Regions from separate parts of the Mus musculus genome. Here region 2 is linked to region 1. A link is a contact called in public HiChIP or PLAC-seq data. All regions are on one chromosome and are shown on one strand. The core of a region is the stretch at or near the end of the contact, and the rest is flanking DNA. Distances in the headings are between cores, read along the strand shown.

The links. HiChIP or PLAC-seq counts read pairs in DNA pulled down with a chosen protein or histone mark.
Region 2: a contact with region 1 is called in an H3K4me3 HiChIP or PLAC-seq map of the SCID.adh cell line, with 15 read pairs. The contact joins the promoter of 9230102O04Rik here to the enhancer-like site in region 1. A contact is called at or near these places in 8 of 39 promoter capture datasets (the 3T3-L1 cell line, the C10 cell line, the HPC-7 cell line and 5 more), 34 of 484 Hi-C or Micro-C datasets (the AML12 cell line, CD8 T cells, DN3 thymocytes and 22 more), 15 of 115 datasets of contacts at active chromatin or transcription factors (CD8 T cells, DN3 thymocytes, the SCID.adh cell line and 11 more) and 4 of 9 other capture datasets (adipose tissue, embryonic stem cells, liver and 1 more).

What each region holds. Positions count from the first base shown.
Region 1 is chr2:8,873,624-8,879,196 of GRCm38.p6, reverse strand. No RefSeq gene overlaps it. Among named protein-coding and RNA genes, the nearest start is that of Gm30957, 71 kb to the left of the region's middle. Within about 2 kb of position 2,111, at least 2 of the 459 cell types and tissues checked have an H3K27ac peak or open chromatin away from gene starts, as enhancers often do. A contact at or near this core is called in the SCID.adh cell line and group 2 innate lymphoid cells, where this site is marked.
Region 2 is chr2:9,886,669-9,892,241 of GRCm38.p6, reverse strand. 9230102O04Rik (RIKEN cDNA 9230102O04 gene) reads left to right here and starts at 2,702. Exons shown (of 4, transcript NR_040511.1): 1 at 2,702-3,030; 2 at 4,575-4,651. 4930412O13Rik (RIKEN cDNA 4930412O13 gene) reads right to left here. Exons shown (of 5, transcript NR_024257.1): 5 at 5,475-5,573. It also overlaps a transcript of Gata3 not described here.

The sequences.
Region 1 (5,573 bases), core at 862-3,361:
TACCTGTCAGGAACCTCTATGGTTGAATTAGGGGAAAGATAGAAGAAACAGATGAGGAGAGCGGTCCCATAGGAAGACCATGTCTCAACTCACCTGGACCCCTGGGAGTTCCTAGACACTGAGCCACCAATCAGACAGCATGCAAAAGCTGGTCTGAGCCCCCCAGCATAGATTGTGAAATTTTAAAAAAATGATCATAACCTCTCATTCAGTGGTAAGGGAGTTTTTTTTTTAATTATGCCTTTGGTATTTTGTGTATTCTAGTTCACATTTAGCTTTTCTACATAATACTTTGTATGCTTTTTCAATGCTCTGTTTTGAAGGAAACTCTTTTTCAGTCGAAGATTAAAGTAGCTGGAAGATTGGCTTGAACCAGAGATTTCTATTCATACTGACAAAGCCTAGTAGAAGCAAGGAGAGCTGCAGCTCAGAATGGTTCTATTTTATTTCTGTAGGAAAATAAATGACCTAAAGTTATTGGTGTCAAATTTGAAATAAAACCAATGAGTTCATAGTCAACTGAGGAGACCCCCCAACACTAGTAGTTTATCAATTCTACAGTGGGAAAATATTGACATAGTAATGATTTTTGTCTTTATCAAAATCAGACAGTAGTTTCCAAAGTCTCACAGACTTGAACAGATTCGTCCAAGTAGAAGGCTTTACTTTAAAAATTGTTTCATTTATAGTCTTGTTTTGTTTCTTCAATACCAAGATTTTATTGTCCCAAGACTTTTTAGAGTTTTGAATTTCTTTCATCCTTTAGGTTAATGTTCTTCTTAGATAAATTTCAAGATGAATCCTTGGATAAGAGAAATTCATGGAAAACTGTATAATCGGTAGAGAACCTTCCTCTTGACTTGAATTGCTCACTCCTCTAGACCAGAACTCTTTTGTATCTGGCTTGGAGTAAATTAATTTCGTTAGATTAGGGGAAAATGGAATTCTACTTTTCAATTTGAAATTCACTTAGTATCAAAGTGACTGTAATTAATTTTTTTTCTGATGATCTGAAAAATGTAGTCATAAATTATAAATAACCTATCAAAGGAACGTTGGAAAGTACACCTGATAAAGAACATTGCAAGTGTGGTCCACTTTCTTTCCTCACATGAAATGTGATTTTCTAACACATGAAAGGCATGCGATTAGTGCCATCTAGTGCACTGATCCATCATGGGAGCAATCTTATCAGTTCATCATAGTTTGTTTTTTCAAAAGGCTTTCTGAAAAGTCATCCAATTTCTCAAGACCATTTAATTCAAGTTAATATTAAACCGTTGATTTAATTTTTGTTAAAAGCTAACCTATTTACATGCTACAGTTCTTAAAGAGAGTTAGAAATCAGATAGATCATTAATTCCTTATCATTATTTTAATTGATTGGGATTTTCCTTGAACTCTCTGGAAGCATAACCTACAGTTTATTGCTTTAACCTGTGGGCACACCAAAAATAATTGTGTGTGTGTGTGTGTGTGTGTGTGTGTGTGTGTGTGTGTGTGTGTGTATGTGTGTGTATGTATGTGTGTGTGTATGTATGTGTGTGTGTGTATGTATGTATGTGTGTGTGTATGTGTGTGTGTGTGTGTATGTATGTGTGTGTGTGTGTGTATGTATGTGTGTGTGTATGTGTGTGTGTGTGTATGTGTGTGTGTGTATGTGTGTGTGTGTGTATGTGTGTGTGTGTGTGTGTAATTTGTTGCCACCACTAAGTTCAGTAGTGATCTCTATTAAGTTTCTAATTGTATCAAAAATATCAGTTTTCTGATTCAGAGATTTCTCTGTGTATGATAAAAATACCACGACTTCTGAGGCCATCGCAGGAGATTTATTCCTCGGGAGTTAATGTTACTAATTTGAGAAAAACAAAACAAAACAGAAATGATAAAATTCCATACACTGTGCTTAAGTTAGTCCTGGGCGCTCCCACACATCCTGCCTATTTAATTCATTAAGATTTCTCTGGCACATTGAGTGCCTGAGAAAATTTTGAGTCAGAAATTACAGTGACTTAAAGAAAGTCAAGTTGATTAATAATAGTAATGCAGCACACAGCGATCTCTCCAGGGGAAGGTTAGTCACAGAGAAAATTCTGTCTCAGTTTCCTTTTATCTGATAAGGTAGCCAACCTCAGGCAAACAGTGCAGCCTATAAATGAGTTGGTGTTCCCCGGTGTCCTATGTTCTGTCTCAACAGCTTTTTCTTCTCCCCCTAACCATGTCTTCTTCCCCCCGATTTCCATCTTCTCTCTACTCCTTTATTAACTTACCTTCCAACTTTTAATAATGTCAAACTAGGAGATGGAAGAATATTGGAAGGAATGTGTTCACTGGCAAGGCAGCTTGTTCTCCCTTCCATGTAACACCAGACAAATTAGATATGAGATCAGTAGAATACCTACATCATTTCTAATGACCAAGAATTCCTAGACCTAAACTTGACCTATTTAGTTTGGTCTGTGGTGTTCAGTGTTAGTGTAAATTATCCTTGCATGTATTGTATACAATAGATGTAATTAATGGGTGCCCCTTTAACATAAAGGTAGTCCCAGTTTCAGTCACTTATTACTTATTTTCATGATATAGTAAGTATTTCTTTGGCCGTGGAGAAGAGTTAAAGGGATTTTCATTATAGAAAAGCTTATAAGAGGCTGAAAATAATCTTTAAGATGAGATAGTTCAAAATGGTAGCAAGAACTATGAAGACGTTTATAAGAAAGAACATTTGGAATGGGGTAGGTTTAGTAAAGCTTTGAGGATTATTAAATATTATTGGATTCAAGAGAATATTTTGAAAGGCATATATTTGAGAAGTAGATAGCTAAAAGGAATAAGGATTGTGTCCTGTTCTACAACTGATGCAAAGCTCATACATCATGCAACATTTAATAACTGAGCAAATCACAATTTACTGCTGACTGAAGTTTCAGAAAGTGCTTTTATGGAAATAGTGTTTGAGCAGAAAAAATAACTAAGACTATTTTATGAACTGGAAAATGAAGGTAACATTATTTGTGACAGATAAGTTTAGGAATTGTGTATAGGAAACTAGAAATATTTATTACTCTGTTATTCATCTATTTTTGTACATGTATACATTTGTCAAAGGATACATATATACATTCAATAATGTCACTTCCTATTTAGGAAATCATACAATACAACAAACTTGGAAATAATCCCAATGGATACAATGTAGCTTCCTGATGAAGACACATAAGCTACGGAGAGTTTATTAGTAAACTATACTGTGACTTGCCAGCAGAGTTCTGTAAGTTCTCTGTCTCTGTCTCTGTCTCTGTCTCTCTCACTCTCTCTCTGTCTCTCTGTCTCTCTGTCTCTCTGTCTCTCTCACTCTCTTTCGTGTGTGTGTTTCAAGAGAGGAACATTCATTAGGAACATTATATTCTAATAAAACTACTACCTGCATATAACAGACATGTCAAATAAAATATAAGTAAAGTAATATTTTTACTATTGATACAGTCTATTCCTTATTGACATGGGTAACAAGCATCTTCAGCCTAGCTCAGGAGAAAAGTTATAATATATAGAGGAAAGTAATTTGAATTCTGTCTTCTGAAACATCACTCATATAAGAGGTCACCCTGTGTAGTCACAAAGGGTGAACTTCCCAGCAGATGTGGGAAAAAAACACAATTTAAAAAGGAAGAGATTTTTAAATTTTGTATTTTTTCATTGTAATCATATATCTCTGTGACAGGATGTATTTGTTTGTTCTCATGTCACTGTGTGAGTGTAGAAGTCAGACGAGAACTTTGTAAAGTTGGTTCTCACTTTCTACCTTTACCTGGGTTCTAGGAATGAGCTGTAGTCATAAGACTTTTGTGATAAGCACCTGGCCCAACTGATCCTTCTCACTGACATAGTAGTCATGCATTTTGTGCTTCATTAAATGGTAGGCATACAATTTTTGCAACCTAATTTTAATAAGGATGCAGCTACAATCCTCCTAGCAGGCAGACACCAGGCATGGACCAGCAGCTATAGTTCAATCCTGAAGCAACTACCAGGTTAGCCAAGAGGCTTGAGGTGACGTGGCAGAGGCATCTTGCTGCCATAGGAACCTCACAAGGAGTTCTTTGACAAGTTTCTCTCAATATCAGCTTTACCACCAGTGGAGTTCAACAACACTGTATAAGGTAGGCAAATACATGCATGTTGTTATCGAAAAATATGGAGGCAGAGCAAATGAAACCAATACTCAGTGCTCTTCTCCCACTGTCTGTGGAGTCATTTTTATATTTCTTCATCATGGATCCTTTCATGCGTTTGATATATTAAAACATCTTTTCATCTGTGTCTGCTCCAGAAAACATCCTTTCACCGTGTCTGCTTCAGGAAACCATTTTTTCAGATGTTTGCTTCAGCAAGATATCTTACACCTGTGTGCTCCAGCAAAACATCATTTGACATAACTAACTTTCCAATAAACTGGAAGTTTCCACTTCATTAACTATATAACGTTTTTATTTCTCATTACTAACTTCTCACCGGAGAAAAGTAAAAAGAGGCCACACATCACAACTAAATAGTGTGTCTTAAATACCCGTGACAGTGATTGAAACAAAAATACATATGCTCCTCTCTTGAAACACACACACACACACACACACACACACACACACACACACACACACACACACACACACACACACAGAATAGATCGTCACTGGCTATCTTGATTTCAGAGGCTGAGGGAAAGAGACTGTAACCATTCCAATTGTTGCAGCTAAGGACAAAAGACTGCTAGGAGCCTAGAATAATTTAATAAAAGGCATGATGGGCCATGTTGAGCTCAGCAGCTGAAATAATAAGGAGTACATAGCATGTGTGTTGTACTCTAAAGTGGCAGGAGAATCAAGGAGTCAAGAAGAGTAGTCTTTCAAGAGGCACCTGGAGACAGCAGGGCAGTTATAAAGAAGATAGAGGAAGGAAATGTGAATGAAAGCTCTATATTAAAGGAAAAAAGGACTCAGAATAATAGAGGCACCAAGAACACTACAAAGAAGAAAAAAATAGGGCAATTTTGTTGAGTCAGAACCATTTAGACAAGTTCTCCCTGTAAAGGTCCAATGATGTTAGTTCCCCATACAAAGGAAAATAGAAAAAAAAAATTAAAGTCGTCTCAATAATTATTACTTTGAAGACAAAAGGTACCAACATCCAGATTTCATTAGAAGAAACAATGGTACCATGCAAGGAATGCATCCTCACAAGATGATAAAATATAACTTATTATTTAATAAGCTGAAAGATAAGATGATCAGACACATAAAACAATGTAAGTCAGAATTGGTAAATTTCAGAGGCACTCAGGAATTAAAAATAATATGAGCAAGGCTGAACTACAAAAAAAAATAGGATTCAATTACACTAAAACTTAATACGTGAGGATAAATAAAAAGCAAAATATTGAAATAAAGGAATGCAAAGGAACTTGAGAAAAACATGGAAAACTTCTAGACAACATAGATTCAACCTAAGTCTGTAACTATCTCAAAGAAGACTGAAATAAGACAGCATAATTAACACCTCAAGTTGTACTGAAG
Region 2 (5,573 bases), core at 1,453-3,952, 1.0 Mb before region 1:
AAAATGTTTTGTTGCGGGGGGGGGGGGTGTTAAAAAACAAAACAAGACAAAACAGAGGGCAGTTGGCTCCATGCTGTATGGCCTTTGCATACCTTCAAGCCAAACCTTCCTCCTCTACAGAATAAGTTCCCCTGAGTGGGACTGAAAGCCTAGATTTTTGTTTTGTTTTCCTATTTTGTTTCAGACAGAATCTCACTTTGTAACCCACTTTAGCCTCAAAATCATGATTCTCCTGCCTCAGCTTCTCTAAGGCTGCAGTTACAGGGGTGTACCTATCTTGACCGATTAGAACTTTTAAACACAGAGTAATCATTAAATGTACTGACGTTTGGCAGAGTGTCCTTTAAAGTTCTAACATAATCTCAAAGTGACGGTTGAAAAGGCAGGATGATGTTGGAGAGTGATGGACACAGTGACAAGTACTTTCTGGTTTTAGGGCAAGGAAATGATGTGTTGGGAACCCACTGAAATGGGATGCTACGAATTCCTCGTCCTTCTGCACAACAATGCTCCACTAACTGACCACACCGTCTACAGAGTAATCATTAAATGTACTGACGTTTGGCAGAGTGTCCTTTAAAGTTCTAACATAATCTCAAAGTGACGGTTGAAAAGGCAGGATGATGTTGGAGAGTGATGGACACAGTGACAAGTACTTTCTGGTTTTAGGGCAAGGAAATGATGTGTTGGGAACCCACTGAAATGGGATGCTACGAATTCCTCGTCCTTCTGCACAACAATGCTCCACTAACTGACCACACCGTCTCAGAAAGATTGGAGATCCTGTCAGAGATTATTTCCTCTATTTGGGGAATCCCTTTCTTTATCCCACGGGTGAACCTATCTCCATGGCCATCACAGAGATCCGCCTCCGCCTCCCGTGTTCCATTTATCCCAGAGTCATTTAATGATCCATCTTCTTCTTCCATGTGCCTGGTGACCTCCCTTTATATTTCAAACCCAGTGCCTTAGATCCTGATCTGAGAAAAGCTACAGAACTAACCTCTGGGTTTGAAGTAGCTGGCGATGGTGGCCATTAGGAGAGCACAATGGCTTCCAGGAACCATCCACAGCCAATATGTATCCCCAGGCCCAGGGTTCCACACTGTCTCCCTCGGTAGCTCAGCTCACAGTCCTCACCAGTGAGGAATGACCTCTGTCTCTTGGTCCCATTTCTACCCCAAACAGAAATGAAATAGTTCAGATCAGCAATTATTCCATGGTTCAGTGGTTATTCCGTGCAAGAGAAGTGGAGTCAGAAAAACCCGAGGTAGCTGGACTAGAAAGGGCACAGGTGCAAGCAACCAACAGGGAAGTCTTTATGTCTCCGTGGCTGTGAACTGGCCTGTGTCTTTGTGATCTATGTGTCCAGAGAACACACAAACATCCTCAATGAAAACACTCCCTAAAATTAGTGATGGGACCGTCCTGTTCTCAGGGCAGCTTCCAGCAACCCTGGCGTGAACTACTGTTATCACCACTGAATGAGGCAATGTCATTTCTTGTCACACACACACACACACACACACACACACACACACACACACAGAGAGAGAGAGAGAGAGAGAGAGAGAGAGACAGACAGACAGACAGACAGACAGAGACAGAGAGACAGACAGACAGAGACAGAGACAAAGAGAGAGACAGAGACAGAAATTGAAATTTCAACCGGAAAGCAACTCCGTTGTAAAATCAGACAGCGACTCGTGGTTTCTTAGAGCACTATCCTTGTACTGTGCTCAGGCGATGTCCAGTAATCAGGAATAAATGCCTCAGAGCCTTTCCCTCACTTCCCCCTTCATCTCCACTTTTTGTTTTCCTTTTCGACACAGGGGTTCTCAGTCCTGCTTTGTACACCAGGCTGACCAGCTAGAGACCCACCTGCCTCTGCCTCCGGAGTGCTGAGGACAGGGCAATCTATTAAAGGGGTGCTACTGCGCTGGACCCTCTCTCTTTACCTCATTCCCTTCCCACTTCAATACTCCCCCCCCCCGCCCCCCAACTCCCCTGTCCACCCTTCTGTCTGTTAAGAGAATCAGATCATGCCTTTAGCCCCAGCCAGACCACTGTAGTTCTTAGGATTTTCTTTTTTAGCCTCCAAGTTTCTTTGGAAGCCCAACTTCCTCCAGTTAAGACTTTTGGGAGCAATGACGGGGTTGGGGGTGGGGCACGCGACCGCATTTTCACAGCTCTTTACGTTTTAGAGCAGTGTTCAATCCGGAGCCGGTGTCGGCAGAAGGGAAGGAGCGCGGCGAGGCCGGCAGAGCAGACCCGAGGAGACCTGGGGGACAGAAGGTGCTCGCGAGGGAGCTTTAGTAAGAGGAGTGGGAGAGGGAAGAAAGTCTGCTTTGGTTCGGAAGTGCCCCTATAGGACGTACATTCTAAGGAAAAAGAGGCTTTCAAATTGGAGGCGAACTTGTTGAAGGTAAGGAGAAAGAGGAGGAGGGACAGCAGGGACCTTAAAGGGGGACAAGAAGCATTGAATGGGAAGTGAATGGGAAGCATGGGGAAACCGTAAAAAGCCCCACCCGCCCGCGAGACCCAGAAGTGAGATCTAGATACCGCTGGGTGCAGGGGATTGGGAGGATCAACTGTTGTAGTCACGTGGGCACATGCGTGCCTCTCTGGTCTCTGCTCCAGCCCCCATCCAGTCGCGCGTAAGGAGGAAGGGTACTTGTGTCTCTTACGCTTCCCGGAAGCCAGTCACATCTTCCCAGGACCCACGGCTTTCCTGGACAGTTCATAGGGTGCATTAGGGCAACAGGTTGGGCATAGGTTGTTAAGAGCATGGCTCCAGCCTAGTCCTCACAGCTTACTGGAGAGTGTGACTCTGCCACTTGGTGGCGGAGAGCTGGAGCGACAGGGCTGGGGACTGGCAGGATTGCTTTGGCGAAGATGGTTCTTCCGGGTTCCCCAATGGACCAGAAGATCCCCTTCTTTCCTTTTGCCAGATTGGCAAATGGTGTTCTCAGCTTGCTCCACTCTTGGGTTCATCGCACCCCAGAGGACGCCCCGCCGAGGCGCAGACGGGTTGGTGTCTAAATGGAAAGAATTTCAGGTTTGTGGAGGTAGAGACAGGTCGCTGACAGTATCTAGGAGAAAAGCGTGCCTATCCTGGTATCACCCACTCTGCAACGTGACATCCATCACCCGGTAGCTCTCGCCACTCCACGGGTGCCGACTAACACTTTCGGGACTCCCAGCTTCTCCTTTCTCCTCTGTCTTCCGCCCCACCTCAACAGTTCCGTAGGCTCTGACCGGTCTCCTTCTCCCAGGAGTTGACCACCCCAAAGCTGAACACTGAGTCACCTCTTTCTACCCAACCGGTTGGAGCAGCCCCAACTTATTGACTTCATGGTTCAGCCACGGACAAAACTTTGTTTTATTTCTCCCCAAGGATATATTTATTTTAAAAGTCAGCCTCCATATTTTTTTTGCAAAAATATTGTGAAGGGAAAATTCAACCTGCCAAAACAAATGGACCCTGACCCTTTTCTACCTCGGTGTTTGAAGGGTTTCATTTCACTCTAGCTGAAATGTACTCGTGGTAGATTCTCTTGGTACATGATTCAGATGCCCTTGCTATTGGATGGGAATGGGAAGGTGTGTGTGTGTGTGTGTGTGTGTGTGTGTGTGTGTTTACTCCAAGCAGGACACTGCAGTTATCTGGGTCCTGGGTAGGGCAAACAGCTTCATTTCCTTTATAGAATTTTCCCTTGACTGCTTCTAGTTCCTGTTTTTATTTTTTTATTTTTCTCCTCAAAAATAAAATTTCCTCATGAAATAATTTAAGACAATTGGGACCCATAGGATCCTTTTAACTCTGATGAATATTCTTCTATGCCTGGATTAGACAGCAGCAATCAAGTCCAGCCAAAAACATTCAAATTCTATTTTACTAATCCCGACTAAAGGGTGGTGGTGGCCGCTGCAGCAGTGGTGTGAAGTAAAGGCAAAGAGACTACTTTTGGGAATGGGGGTGCCCGTATAAACCCAAACCTTGAGAGAAAGAAAACACTTTTGAAGGCTTACTAGTTTGTTAGCTCTTCATACGATGTTCACTCCTGACCGTGCCCATAGAACCTCTTATTGAACCATTTGTTCAAAAGTGAGAAGAAAATGCTTCAAACACGTTTGTGCCTATGATAATGGCCCATTCCACAGGGCAGTGTCATTTATAGTGTTAATTCCAACCCGGTCTGGAGACAGTGGGCTGGCTTTGTAGGCACCAGGAGCAGGTCACATTTCAGGCAATGTTTCTTGCCCACCCGGTCCAACTCAGTTTCACACACCTCTGATGTGCGGTTTGTGTGTTTGCAAAAGGGGATGGTATTCATTCCCTCCCTCCCCCTCCTTCTTTCCTCCTCCCCCCTCCTCCTACCCCTTTGCAACCCGGAAGAGCTCTGCTGTCTACACTGAGCCAAGGGAGGCAGAGGGGAGGGGGCTCTTAGCAAGGATTCACATCAGCCAGGTTTTACCTCTGGCTGGAAGCCTGGCTGAGATGCAGTGAAGCAGCCGCCGCTGCTGTGGGAGCGTCAGCAACAGTGAAGTCTGCCTGTCATTTCTACCTTCAGATCTCCAGCAAGGCGGGTGGAAAAAAAACAAAAAAACAAAAACCAAACCAGCTGGCCTTCAGGAGAGAGCTGCCCTGGTCAGTGAGTACATAGCTATCTCCTTTTCCTCTGTTATCCTTCTCCTTGATTCCCATGGCGAGAATTAAGAGGAGGTCTCCGCCATGGGGATAGCTGCCTCTGAAAGAAAGTGAACCAGACCCCAGCCCTTTATTGTTCTTTCTGGGCACTGGAAGTCTTTGGCTTTCTGCAGTGACCTTGGGTGATCATGGTGTGGAAGTGTGTGGATGCCCTTGTTTGGAAGAAGGAGCTAGCAGAACTTGGGGTGCAAAGAAAAACTGAATGGGGGGTAATAAGAGCTGCTAGAATGCTTGGGAAGAGCTCTGCGTAGATGCTTTTCACTGTCAGGAGAACAGGACATTAGAGGAGCTAGCCCATCTACCCAGGACAGAGCATTCTCTAAAGGTGGCTGCAGTGCCCAAGTGTCAATGCCATGTTTACCTTTCCCTGCTTTACGAGCCTTACATGGTTAGGCTCATTGTCTGCATATCATTGAAGAAACGTGCACTGGGAGACAAAGTTGGAGCCCAGATGTGTCAACGTCTGGCAGCCCCCCAGGGTAGCTGGTGGTTGGTAGGCACCCTTGTTTACAGAAGCACCCCGAGGTGGGAGAGAAACCCAGCTTCCCAGAGAGTGTGACCAGGGTTCTGTGCAGTGAGAAAGCAGAGGGGATAAAATTTGGATATTTTTCCTGGGACAGCAGACCAGCAGACCTCCAGTTCCAATATACCATTCAGAAATAGAACACACACACACACACACACACACACACACACACACACACACACACACACACAGGATAATGTTAAAATGCAAGGAAAGGAGAGTCTGGTGAATCTGAGATATGAGCAGAGCCGTTGCTTTATTATTTTTTTTAAAGGCGATTTCTTTAATAGAGCAGGGTAACAAACTGACAGGTGTGATTCCATCCAGAATAGGAAT